Regions from separate parts of the Bos taurus genome. Here region 2 is linked to region 1. A link is a contact called in public Hi-C data. All regions are on one chromosome and are shown on one strand. The core of a region is the stretch at or near the end of the contact, and the rest is flanking DNA. Distances in the headings are between cores, read along the strand shown. Region 1 has its middle 15 kb from the start of DYRK3. Region 2 overlaps MAPKAPK2 (MAPK activated protein kinase 2).

The links. A called contact is a pair of places that touch in the nucleus more often than the background predicts.
Region 2: a Hi-C map of liver shows a contact between it and region 1, with 2.9 times the contacts expected there. The contact joins two enhancer-like sites. A contact is called at or near these places in 2 of 11 Hi-C or Micro-C datasets (liver and skeletal muscle).

Annotation. Positions count from the first base shown.
Region 1 is chr16:4,435,688-4,441,970 of ARS-UCD2.0, forward strand. No RefSeq gene overlaps it. Among named protein-coding and RNA genes, the nearest start is that of DYRK3, 15 kb to the left of the region's middle. Within about 2 kb of position 3,979, at least 25 of the 102 cell types and tissues checked have an H3K27ac peak or open chromatin away from gene starts, as enhancers often do. A contact at or near this core is called in liver, where this site is marked.
Region 2 is chr16:4,488,022-4,494,887 of ARS-UCD2.0, forward strand. The region is part of intron 1 of MAPKAPK2 (MAPK activated protein kinase 2); the gene reads left to right. Among named protein-coding and RNA genes, the nearest start is that of MAPKAPK2, 23 kb to the left of the region's middle. Within about 2 kb of position 2,715, at least 40 of the 102 cell types and tissues checked have an H3K27ac peak or open chromatin away from gene starts, as enhancers often do. A contact at or near this core is called in liver, where this site is marked.

The sequences.
Region 1 (6,283 bases), core at 2,729-5,228:
TGACGCAGAGCAGAGTCATTCAAGTTGGCATGCCTGGCTGTTGTGGGCTACTTCAAGTTTGGGGAGAGTGGGCTGCTCGAAAACACTGTGTTTGTGCCAGATGGATTTGGAGAGGTTTATGAGTGCATTTCAAGTTTAGGGATAACTGAAGCTTTTAGAAGCTGTCACACTGTGCCCCTTTTCTCCAGCCATTGTCAGATATTGCTTGGATCCCTGCCCAGCCATAGCACTGAGTAACTGAATTGGATCAGAGTTGATAACAGCGATTCAGGCTGTGTATTACAGTTATTGGATTGTTCTTTAGCCATTTTCGTTATTTCAATTAAATAGGTCAAGTTGGTTGACTTATTGATTTTTAAATTGAAAAAATCAACTGAGTTTCCACATTGTTACTGACGCAGTACAGAGCTGGGTAGGAATGTTTGTTTTATTTCATTTCTAAAATCATGGGTTTCTTTCAACGTGGAAAACTGACCTGTCCAGCTAATGCCTGCTCACCTTATTAGACTCCATCCCACCTTCTGCTCTCACAGTGATGGATCTGTGTATCATGTGCTGTCACGATTTCTCCTTTGTTAGAGTGCAAGCTTCAAACGGGCATGCCTGTTCATCGTGGAGCTCTGAGTTAACCGGGCGTGATGCTCCTAAGTGTGTACACATGCTGGGGGTCGTTTCCCTCCGTGTACCAGGAGTGTGCTCACCTCTTATCTTCTTTCAAATTGACCTACACAGTAAACCTCTGACCCCTTCTTTTTGAGAGAGGATAATTAGAGAAGAGTTATGTGAGGCCACCTTTTTCTGATCCAATATTTGACATTTGATGATAACGAAAAAGAAAATGTAACCATAACCTAACTATGATACAAAGATTCTGCTTCTGTCCCACAAGGGCTCCATGAAAGAAGAGAGAGTCTAGCCTGGATCTCCTTTCCTAGAGGAGATTGATTATGACCATACTAGCATGCTTTATCCCGAGGTGTTTTTGAGTTGTTTTTTTTTTTACTTAGGGGATAATTATGATACTGTGATGGTTTTCGCCATTCATCAGTTTTAATCAGCCACAGGTATACATGTGTCCCACTCATCCTGAGCCCCCACCTCATCCCCATGGGTTGTTTCAGAGCACTGGCTTTGGGTGCCCTGCTTCATGCCCTGAACTTGGACTCGTCATCTGTTTGACGTACAGTAATGTACACGTTTCAGTGCTCCTCCCTCAGATCACCCCCCTCGCCTTCTCCCACTGAGTCCAAACGCCTGTTCTTTACATCTGTGCCTCCTTTGCTGCCCTGCATGGAGGGTCGTTGGTGCCATCTTTCTGAATTCCACATATGTGCATTAATATACAGTGTTTGTCTCTCTTTCTGACTTACTTCACTCTGTATAATAGACTGCAGGTTCATCCACTTCATCAAAACTGACTCTAATGCGTTCCTTTTTATAGCTGAGTGATATTCCACTGTGTACACGTACCACAGCTTCCTTATCCGTTCGTCTGCCTCTGGACATCTAGGTTGCTTCCATGTCCTGGCTATTGTAAACAGTGCTGCAGTGAACACTGGGGTGCACGTGTCTTTCAGTTATTCCTAGGTGTTTCAAGGGGAGGTGGGACAGACAGGTTAGCTAACTAATGTCATTATATTTTAGTTTTCATGACATTAAATTTGTTAAGAATGGGGTTTATTACATGATCAAAAAACTGAACAAAGGATTCAACAAAAATTTAACTGTGAAACTGAATCTATAGAAGCTGGTCATGTTGAAACTTTGTGTTTTAATTCCTGACTAGGTGTAAGTAAAGTTAAATGCTAAATTTTAGGTAGCAGGTGATACATGGTTCTAAGCTTTCCTGACTATCAAGACTACGCCTACTGCTTTAGTGAATCATGGAAAATTCTTTCTCATTTATTTTTAATGATTCCTCTTGCATCTGTTATTCAGCGTCACCAACACGGAAGTTGGCAGGGTGACAGTGATTGTTCCAGACTGCATCTGAATGCTTTTTTCTCCTTTGAGAATGAAGGATAAGTACTTATCCCAGAACACGTTTTCCTGCGTTTCTTCAGTCTCGCTGTAGAACTCTATAGCTTACTGTGCACAGAGCAATTGCAGTCCCCCACAACAGGAGCAACCTGGAGCCCTCCGGACACGGAGCGGCGAGGCCCGGGATTGGCGAGTCACGGACGCGCTGTCCCCTGCCAGGGGTCAGCCACTCGGTGTGCAACATTTCTAATCTCTTCAGTGTGCCCCACTTCATCTTCAGCCTATGCTTCCTGAAGCCCAAGATTTTAGAAGAATTTGCTTCCAAACCTGACCTTCAACCAGAATGTGATTAGGGGTAATCCTTTCAAGTGAGTCAAATTACGCCTACTATTTCAGTGAGATAAGTTTTTAAGCAAACCCATCCATGTAAGGACTAAAAGCTCTGGTTGCTGAGAGCCATTTTCCCTGAGATAAGCCAGAGCTACAAATATATCGTCTAGACTTTGAAAGAAAGGATATGATTCTTAATATAGCTCACCAACCACTAAGTCAAGCCCAGGCTCTCATAATTTTTTCTATAACAGGAGAAGTCTGCCTGCCTGTTGACTCAGAAGATTCTTACTTTTGCTACCACACAAATAAATTAAAAAGAAAGGGCTCCCCTAAATCAGGCTAGATGGTGACCTGTGGCTATTTCAGCTCAGGATGTCAGTGTCTAACATCTAACATTCAGGTTTGAATCATTTGGTATCATGGGATTTGATCACTGTTCGCTTGAAACTGCTGACTCGCTTCCTCTGGAAAGAGTAGTTTGGCATGGATGAGTCAGTGTTTTTTTTGTTTTTTCCTTAGGGTGTTTGTTTTTTAAAAAAAAAAAAATTGCTTTGAGAATTTTTCAGCATCTAATGATGGTTTCAAAACTAAGGCTGTCAACTTTCCCAGGAGGCCATGAATGCTATACTCTGAAGTGTTCCCAGTATAATGCGTAAGTATCAGTCACTGAATTCTTAGGGCTGCAGGTACAGCCTCTCTTAACTTGGTGATAATGATGGAGAAAGAAAATGCTCGAAAAAGAAAACACTGAGATGAGAAAAGCAGTGGAGTAGAGAGGCAGCCTGTGCCATCCTTTGAGTTCTCCAGAGCGCCCTCCAGGAACTCTGGCACTGTTGTAGAGAGGGAGCTGGGGAAGCTGGTGTGGGCTTGGGGATGCCCGTCTTCAGGGAGCCCTAACTAGCAGCTCTCTTGTCAGGAGTTACCACATGTACCTTCCTGGGGCCCACGCTCAGCCTAAGGGTGAAGTCTGGCAAGCAGCTTAAGGAATGCAGCTTATTTGGGAAGTTTTGGTGTTTTTGTCTACAGGTAATGTAGCACTCCTGGAAACAGAGCAAATGGAAAAGGAAAGAATGTTCTTAGGGGCCCTCAGGCACCTTAGCTGCCACCTGCTTCTGGCTGGCCCTGGGCCCCTACTGCCTCAGCAACAGGAGCTAAGCAGACGCGGAAGAACTGCCTCCGGTCACTCTTGAATTTTCCCCGAGTTCTTGAGTTCCCCCTTCTTGCCCTGGCCTGCAGCTAGAAAAGGACCTTCCCATACTCACTTGAAGCAGCTGCATGTTAGAAAAACTAACTTCATCTGGAGAAACTGCAGGCCAGCGGGGAGTTAAAAGGATACCAGCCTTCACCATAGCGGTTTGACTTTGACACAGTGTACCCCAAGCCAGGACATGCCCATGGTTTTTTGGTTCCATTTAAGGCAAAAGCTATCTGAACTTGGAAAAGGCAGTGAAGTGACTATAAGAGCTCAAGGTGTACGGCCTGTTGCCTCAACATCCAGGAAGGTGTTCCAGTCTGGAGGCAGAAACGGGAAGTGACTGCAGTGCCAAGGGCCGATCCTGCCCTTCCTGGAGCGTGCCCGGGCCCAGCACACCCACAGTTTAAGAGGCTGCCCAGCCCCGCCTCACTCCTGACGGCACCCAGTGGGAACCAGTGGAGAGAATTCTTCATCCTGCCCTGGGTGGAGCCCTGGCCTGAACCAAATTCACCTCTGCCCTCCTGGAGCCCTCTGTACAGGCCTTGTTTGGTGCATTTGTTCTTTTGACAGTGACTTCTTGAGCAACTGCTATGTGTGGACAAAAAAGAAAAACACTCCAGTGGCATTTGTCAGGAATGAAACGCACTGGCAGGACCACAGACCATTTGTTCAGAATTTTAGAAAGCCAGACAGTGGGGTTAGAGGGAACGTCAAGTTATCTACACTCCGTTCTGGTTTCAAATCTTCAAGTGAATGGGCCGGGAAGGGGAGAGAGTTTCAGAAGAGAATGCTCTGAGTCTGTGGGGTGTTGGAGCCTTTTCTGAGCTGAAAGCAGAGCAGAAAATACGGTAGAGATGAAAGGTGTAGCGACAAGCTATCCAGTTGCCACGTGGCTCTCACTTCCCTCCGTTTCTGACTTGAGATGGGGTCGCCCTTGGGGATTCTCCAGCATGATTTCAGGTGGGGGTGTGACTCTTGCCATCCCCTCCTCAACCATCTGAAGCTACCCCACAGAAGAAGGAAACGGCAGGCTCATCTCTTCCCTCTCTCGCCTTGATTTCCCTCGACAACAAACTGGCTTGTGAGCCAGCTTGCACTGCCGTTTTCTCCGGTTGCTAAATCAACATTGTTTATTCCTGTCCCATCATCAAACCCTGTCTGAGCCTAAGACCGAAGTGAATGGTGGGATGGAGTCAGGGACTTCAACCCTGAGATCCTTTCCTGCAGTTTCCGATCGGCGGTCCCACATGGTCCCCGTGCCCCTTAGCAAACCCTCTTCACCCAGGAGTCCCTTTTCTCTCCTTGGAACCCAGAGTCACTCTCTGCTTTAAAACCTCAGGCAGATTTCCAGGCAGAGTGGCTCCAGACCTCTCTGGGAGACCGCAGATGCTTCCCCTCGACCTTGCTAAAATAAGGCACCAGGGCTTCCGCGGTGCGTCTTCCTGCAGGGACAGCTGTTTCCCAGCTGCTGTGTCAACCCTGCCGCCCCTGTTACCTTAACCCAGCAGCTGCCTTTCAGAAAGAGAGTGATCCCTCTGCCCTTGATGGATTCCCAGTCTTAAGTTCTACTGTATCCAGAGGAGGGAGGTGCAACTTTAGCCGGGGAAAGCGTGGGTGGGGCTGAGAGCTCCTGACCACAGAGCTGCAGTCTGTAAAGTCAAAAGCCGGGCTGGACACCAGGGCCCCTGGAGCCCCGAGGCTCCTGGGGTGCCCTCTTTTGCTCCCAGGGGCTCCCCCAGCGGGCACCAGGCCCGACCTCCCACTTTCTCTGCCTGCCTCCCTTCTTTCAGTAAAGGAATGTGCCAGGCACTGCGCTGGGCGGCTCACACAGAAATGAGCCTTTATCCTCGCTCTCAAATTCTCTGGAAAGTTAAACTGGGGTGAAGAACTGGCATACAGAGGGATGCATGGGACAGCAGACACACTAAGTGCCTAGGAGTCCCTCCCAGCACCTGCTCGCAGGACGAAAGGTGAGGGGGAGAAGTCCGCGGAGGATTTTTGTGGTGACTCCGCGTCCATCACCAGCTCTGACCATTCTGCCCTTGACCGCCCCTTGTCTATAGTGCCTCCTGCCTCAGCGAGGCTCTTCCCACCTGAAAATGGGGGAGACTGAGCCCCAGACTGGAGAGAGCAAATCCATACCCTGTCCCTTCGGTTAGTAGCAGAGCCAGGGTTTGGAGCCAGACTCTGCACGGCTACTAGCAAACAACCGTGTCCATTCAACACCCACCTCCAGGCAGTGTTTACACTGCGCTCCCAGCAACCCTCCTTCCCCTGGCCCCCATCCAGCTCCCCAAAGGTGCCAAAGTTGGGGGGGCGGTATTTTTATCAGCAGGGTTGGGAAAGGGGCAAAGGCTGAGGCCGGGCAATTCAGTGGCACCAGCTGAGGCTTAAATACGATGACAAAGCCCCACCCTGCCAACTCTGCCTGAGGACAACCCAGCAGGAAATCAGCAGACTGTGGGCCCGGCCTGAGGGCTGGCCTGCGTCTGTCTGCCTGGAGGAAAGCCAGTCACATGAGCCGAGGCTGGTTAAAAAGAGCTCGGTCATCTGCCCGCTCCAGTGTCTCCGCTGGTGTGGGGAGCTGTGTGGGGGCAAGGGTGCCAGCTCCTCTTCGTGGGTCCTGGAGGCCAGGGAGGGGAAGGAGGATGGGGCAACTCAGGCCACAGACAGAGCCAGCCGGTGGGACCCGACCCCAGGCAAATCCATCAGTCCTGCGTCCTGGCACCGAGTCGGGGTGATAGGTCTGGTGAGGACTGAAGGGGGAAGAGCTTG
Region 2 (6,866 bases), core at 1,465-3,964, 51 kb after region 1:
CCATCGGTGACCGGAGGTGGATGTGAAGGTTGGTCCCCTTGACGGCGGCTCCTGAGGAAGGGTTTGGTGGCTCTGCTGGGCTCTTCACTCGCAGAAGAGCCTCACTTCACACCTGAGCCTGCTGCAGGCCTCGGTGCCCTCCCAGGGCAGCTTGCTAGGGGGTCATGGTTGTTTACAAGGAAGTCAGCAGCTGAGGGACAAAGGGAGTGTTGGTGGGAGTCGTTAACACTTCTGGAGATTGTGCACTGCCAATGTAGGTAGCTCTGTGTCATGGAGCCAGGCCCCGGACTTCCTCCCTGTGTGTGCGTGTATTTGTATTTTTATGTCTCCTCTTTTGACGTCCCCAGAAGGAAGGGATGTAGTGTGTCCTCAGGAACAAGGGTGCCTGTCCCTGTCTCCCTGGCATCTCCCTGCCTTTACACCGCAGGCAGCCTCGGGCATCGCTCGGGTGGGGAGGGGCAGCCCAGCCCCAGGCTGTGTGAGCCGAGGAGGGGAAGGGCAGCTACCCCACCAGCCCCAGGAAGCCGGGAGTATTAGCTCTGCCGCCAGCCATGGCTGTGCAGACTCCCAGGCTCCAGTGTCCCCAGAGGGACCAGTAACTCTGAGCCCCCAGGACTGGTGGCCCCCAGGGAGGGAACCCTTGCCAGAAAGCTCTGAGCTTACTCGAGATGGGCCTTGGTAACGGCAGCATGAGAGCTGGGCGGTGGGGAGAAGAAGGGGCGGCTCCTCCCTCCGCCCCTCTTCAGCTGGAATGCATCACCGCCACTGCTGGGAATGCTCTCAGGCCACTTGTAGGCAAATTGGTCATTATGGAAATTCTTTCTGACCCCAGGGTGGAGCTTTCCTTATTTAGAAGAACCTTCATCTGTGTTCTTTCCAGGTCTTGGCACTGAGGGACAGAGCTGTTGCCCTGCTGACCCCTCAAGGCTAGAAGGCAGGGCGGGGTCTGAGCCCCACTCTGTCGTCTCTCTCTCTGATTCCCCTTCCCCTCTCCCGCCGTCCCCTCCCCTGCTGTCCCCTGCCCCGCCGTCCTCTGCCCTGTCGTCCCTGCCCCGTCATCCCCTGTCTGGTCTTGCCCTGATTCTGGCCTGGTGAAGTAGGCAGGGGTTGGGGACGAGTGGCCTCGAGCCCCTGTGTCATCTTTCCCACAGGCCTTGTTGGGTCTGTGTCTCCTGCACGGCCCTCTTTGCAGCTGGGGTACATCTGGACCTCGACAGGGTGTCCTGTTGACCGGCCTGATGAGGATTCCAGATTTCCCCTAGGTACCGGCCAGTTATTCCAAGAGAGGAGTGGGATTTCCCCACCCGCAGGCACTCCACCTCCAGGAGAGTCTTGACCTCTAAGCCGCCTGCCCTCATGCCCTCCCCCAGGAGAATGGCAGGAAGGAAGTCCTGCCCAAAGTTGTTTTTTGGTTTGTGAAGTAACCTCGGTTTGAGAAGCATGGAACTTATACTCCTCCCCTTGAAGATCTGAGGCCAGAAGCTCTAGCTTCTCTGGTTTCCAGGGAAACCAGATGGATCAGGCAGGGAAAGAAGGGACTGGTTATGGGGACTGAAAGTCCTGAGAGGTTCCTGGGCTCTCCTGTACTTCTCTGGGAATGTGAGTGGTCTCCTCGGGGCCTTGGTCGTAGCCCTCACTTGGTCAGCAGCCGGCTGTGCTCAGCTCTCTGCACCCGAGTTGCCATGCATTTGAAATGAAGATCATGTGGGCTGTACATGGTTTATGACTTTATTTTATTTATTTATTTTTTGGTTTATGACTTTAAAGGGCTATGGAATATATAAAAATTAAACACGTTTTCGGGTTGTATTTCCTAACCCAGAAGAGAGAGTCATGTTAAAGGATTTAGCATCAGAAGAAACCTTGACCTCAGGTAGTCTAGGCTTATCCTAGAGAGGAGGAGGCTGAGCACAGGTGCCTTGAGTTCAGGTTCTTAGCAAGGGGACTGCAGAGCTGGGCCAAGGACCAGGCCACTGAGCTTCCCAGTCTCCTTTCTCTAGGCCAGCTCCAGGACGTGTGTCCTTGGGGTGGAGAGCCACAGTAGGTAAAACGTACCACAGAAAAAGGTTTACATGGTCTGTGCTATTGCAGGCAGGGCAGTAGGGATAGTCAAGTAGATAATTTTCAGATTATTGAAATTCGACTTCTCAAAGTATCAGTGATTTTTTTTTTTTTTTTTTTGCTCCAGCCAATCTATCTTCTTAATTCTCTTGAATTTCCATACTATTCTGTGTCCCAGAAACCTGCCGGGTGCTGTGGGGCAGGGTACAGTGGTTCCTGTATTGGTTCAGTGTTGGCTGTGGATAACTCACATGCAGACAGAGCTAGTTAGCTGCACCAGTCCCTCTTTTGCGGACATACTGATTTGATAGCCATCCCCTTGCTGGAGGAAACTGGCTGGAGCTCGCTGCAGCTGCATCTCTGCATTCCTCGGCTCCTGTCTGGAAACATGGTTGGCACAGATGTGGTGAATAGCTGACTGTCCAGGGGAAAGGACCACAGCCAGAGAGGGGCAGGGCTAGGGCCAGAGAGTGATGGAGCCGGTCCCTTGGGAACAAGAACTTACGCCAGCGGAGGTCTGAGCACGCTTACGTATGCTCCATCTTGGCCAAGATTTCCTGCCCCCAGGTTGGCTGGGCCTTTTGCAGTTCTGCCTTGAGAGGCCCCTGTGTTGACTGGAGCAGTCCCTGTCCTTCCCCTTGCTGCTGTCCTGCCATGACCTCCTGGCCACTCCTCTTTCCCCTGTGCCCCTTACTGGCTGTCACTCCTTCCCCCCTCAATCCATTAGGAAGCACTAACAGGCAGTGAACTTGAGAGAACTGTTCAGTGAACGCCCATGTACCCAATGACCTAGATTCTACCCTTAACATTTGACTCTACTTGCTTTCTCCTGTCTTTTCTTCATCTCTCTGTCTCTCTACTCATTTATCAGCCTGTCTTACTTTGAGAATGCATTTTATAGGAAGTGGCAGACATTAGTACCCTTTGCCCTTAAACATTTTAGCATGTATAAGCACTGGAGTTCAGTATTTGTTCGTGCATCTAATTAATTATTTTGTGGTAAAATTTATATAGCAGTGAAATGCTCAGGTTTTAAGTGTATCATTTGGTGACTTTCATCCATGCAATCCAAACCTCTGTCAAGATAGAGAACAAAAATTTTTATTACCCTGAAATTTCCCTCATGCTCCTTCCCAGGCCATCACAATTCTGGTGTGTTTTTTGCACTAGGGATTTGTTTTGCCTATTCCAGAATGTCATGTAAAAGGAAATTAATCATGATGACCTTTCTTATGTAAAGTTCATGCACCTGGTTACCTGTATTGGTAGCTCATTCCTTTTTATACGGTGCAGTTTTCCATTGTATGGATGTGATACAGTTTGCTTATCTCTTCTCCTTTAGCGCATTTCCAGGTTTTGGCTCTGATGGGTAAAGCTCCTATGAATATTCTTGCAGGAGTCTTTTCGTGGACACAGTGTTTCCATTTTTCTTAGGTCACTGCCTAGGAGTGGGGGTGCTGGGTCACAGGAGGCAGTTACTTCTCCTTCTCGAAATAACGCCGGTGTTCTGTTGTCAAGATTGTGAGTATTAGAAAACACCTTATTGCTCATCTAGATGATTCTTTCACTCGGTGTAGGATTCCCCCCGAGAGCCTCTGCCTGAGTGTTTCCAGGGGTAAGGAGGTTAGTACCTTCCAAGCCCCTACTGTTGGAGGACAGCTCCTTGTAATTTCTGCCATGGGAGTCACGTAGCCCTCTTCTCTGTGACAGCCCTACAGAATTTGGGGAGTGTTATCACATCCAGTCTCTCAACTGCTCAGAATAACGGTCCCAGTCCATCGATCCACTTGTCCTGTGACTTTCTTATCAGACCTTTTATGTCCTGGTCATTACTTTTTGGAAGTTTAATAGTTTCCTTTTGCGTAGACGTGACAGTGGATTCGTGTGATGTGAGAGGTGCCGAGTGTGACTGGGTCTGGACGCCTGTCTTGATCTAGGACCTTGATCTGCCAGGGAGCTGAAGGTGATGCTCACTTCTTGGCAGCTGCATCATGACCACATCATGGCAGTGGGTCAGGTATTTGTAAAACAAATACCACAAATCTAAGGTGATATTAAGGTACTCCTGCAGCTCGAGTCGTTTAGAACCTCTGATATTAACAGCATCTTGTGTACCTTCTGCTTGCCGTCTTCTCAGTTTATCTTTGCCACCACTGTATGAGAAAGGTGCTGTTAAAACAAACTTAATAAAAACTGTTTGGTTTAAAACAGCATTTGTCAGCTTGGGTACTATTGACTTTTTGGATCAGATAATCCTGTTGTGGAAATTGTCCAATGCTTCTTAGGAATTAGCATCCTGGTCCTCTACCTACCAGATCCCAGATGCAGCTATCTCTGTGCTGCTCCAAGTTGCAACAATGAGAAATGTCTCCAGACGTTTTCAAATGTCTCATGGGGAAAATCATGTCAGGCTGAGAACCATTCCCACAGTGTGGAACTTAGTAATTGAAAGCAATTTAAATAATGGAGCTCTTCCTGAAAGGTGACCACTGTCACTGTTCATGTGTATACTTCCCTCTGTGTTCATTCCTTGTGCCCGCAGTCCTTGCTTTTCACTGTTACAGTATACATGAATTTCATGGACTACAGCTTCGTTAAATAGCACCAGTCCCAAAACAGCATAGTTCCAGTTCGAGTTGTTATGACATGTGAACTGAGTAATTGTACAGAGTACAAACTTTGCAACTAGCTCTTCAGTTCACAGATCCCTGTGTACCTAACAGATGTGACCAGTGACAGGTTAGGCTCAGTGACCAGTCGCGGCCCTTCTTTGCGTCTGTTGGTGGAGGTCACTGCCTGTGTGTTGTTGAGCTCACACGGCAAGTGTGCGGCTGTTGTGTTGCTTCCTTGTCTCCTAGCAATAAACTCATGTGATGTTTTACAAAAATGGATAATCAAAAGAGGAAATTGCCCAACATTGATGACATTTCAGCAAAGAAATGAAAAATGGTAATGCTGAAAGTGAAATTCCATGACTGAGCATGAGTGGAATTACAGCTGACTGCAGAAATGTCGACATTGCCGCTGTTTGAGACTGCGAATGCGGCCAGAAGAATCAAGTGAAGGCAAATTCCCTGACCCAGCAGTTGTGACGCAGAGGACAAAGAAGTGCCAGAGGAAGTGACACTGGGAAAAAGTTTCACATGGAAGGGACTCGCGAAGGTGTTTTGCAACATTAAAAGCCCAAAGGATAAAAGGTTGGAAACTGATTCAGATTTACAAAGAGTGTGGCAACTTATAAAGGCGTGGAAAAGATGTTTGCTGTGTCTTGTGTGTTAAACCTTGAGAAGGCAAGCCCTGCCAGCCTGCTCTGCATGAGTTTTTACAAAGAAACAAAACACTCATTCTCAGTGTCTCTGTTTTTTAGTTACAGTGTGCTAAATCAATATTAGTTTTATACTAGTTTCTTACTTCTTTATTCATTTATAACTGACAGTAAAAGAGTTTTTAATGTTTTGATAAAAATTCCTAAAGGTCATGGAACAATCAGCTTTCCCCATTGATGATTAAGACTATTTTGTGTGGTCATTTGCATGGTTCCACGTTACTTCCCAGGTGGCCCTAGTGGTAAAGAATCCACCTGCCAGTTCAGGAGACACAAGAGATGCAGGTACAATCCCTGGGTCCCTAAGATCCCCTGGAGGAGGCCATGTCAACCCACTCCAGTATTCTTGCCTGGAAAATCCCGTAGACAGAGGAGCCTGGCAGGCTACAGTCCATGGGGTTGCAAAGAGTCGGACATGACTGAGTCCGACGAGCTCTTACTCATCGAGTTGTGTGGATCTGACTTCAGAAAGGTCTCTCTCATCACGTGCTATTATTTTAGTAGATGTTTTTTGAGCCCCAACATATGATATTTTTAGGGAGTTGCTTTGGCCTGTATTTTTACTTACTGTGATCTTTAAAAAAATCTGTTACCTACACACGCCCCCAATATGTGAGTCACCTGCAAGTTTGATACACACACACACACACACACACACACACACTCTACTAAGCAGAGCCTGTCTGGATTTACAAGAAAGTGGGTAAACACACACATACGTACACACATCTGCCTTTTCTTTTTCACAACATTTTGCAAAACTGGGACCAGACTGTATTTATCAATCTGCAGCTTGCCTTTTTCATGGAAGAATATCTTTTTTGGAGAAATTTTGATCTCAGTTTATCTAGATCTACCTCCTATTTTATAATTGCATGTTATTTAATGTACCGTTATGGGTATATTGTAATTTATTTGACCAGTTTCTATTAGTGGGCATTTAGTTTATATCATTTTTTTAACCCACTTGAAATACACTAATACACTTGACTCTTGACCAGTGTGAGGGGTAGGGGCACTGACCCCCATGCAGTCAAAACCCCGTGTATAAGTTTGTAGTCGGTCCTCTGCACCTGCAGTTAGTTCCGTATCCTTGGAATCAGCCAACTGGGGATGCAGTTGTCCTGTAGTATGTATTTATTAATAAAACTCCGCATGTAAGCGTGCAGTTTAAACCCATGTTGTTCAAGGATTAACTGTAACGCTAAAGTGAATATCTCTGACAGATAATACCATTAGCCCCATTTAATGGATGGAAACATTGGAGATTAGAAAGTAAGGGAATTCCCTGGCAGTCCAGTGGTTAGGACTCTGCACTTCCACTACTGGGGACCTAGGTTCTATCCTTGGTCAGGGAGCTCATTTTAAAAAAAAAAAAAGGAAGTGAGATAACTGCCTAGGGTCAGGCAGCTATTAATACTAAGCTTAGAGCTGGCTTGAATTTAGGGCAGTCTAATTGTAAGGCCCTTGCTTTTAACAA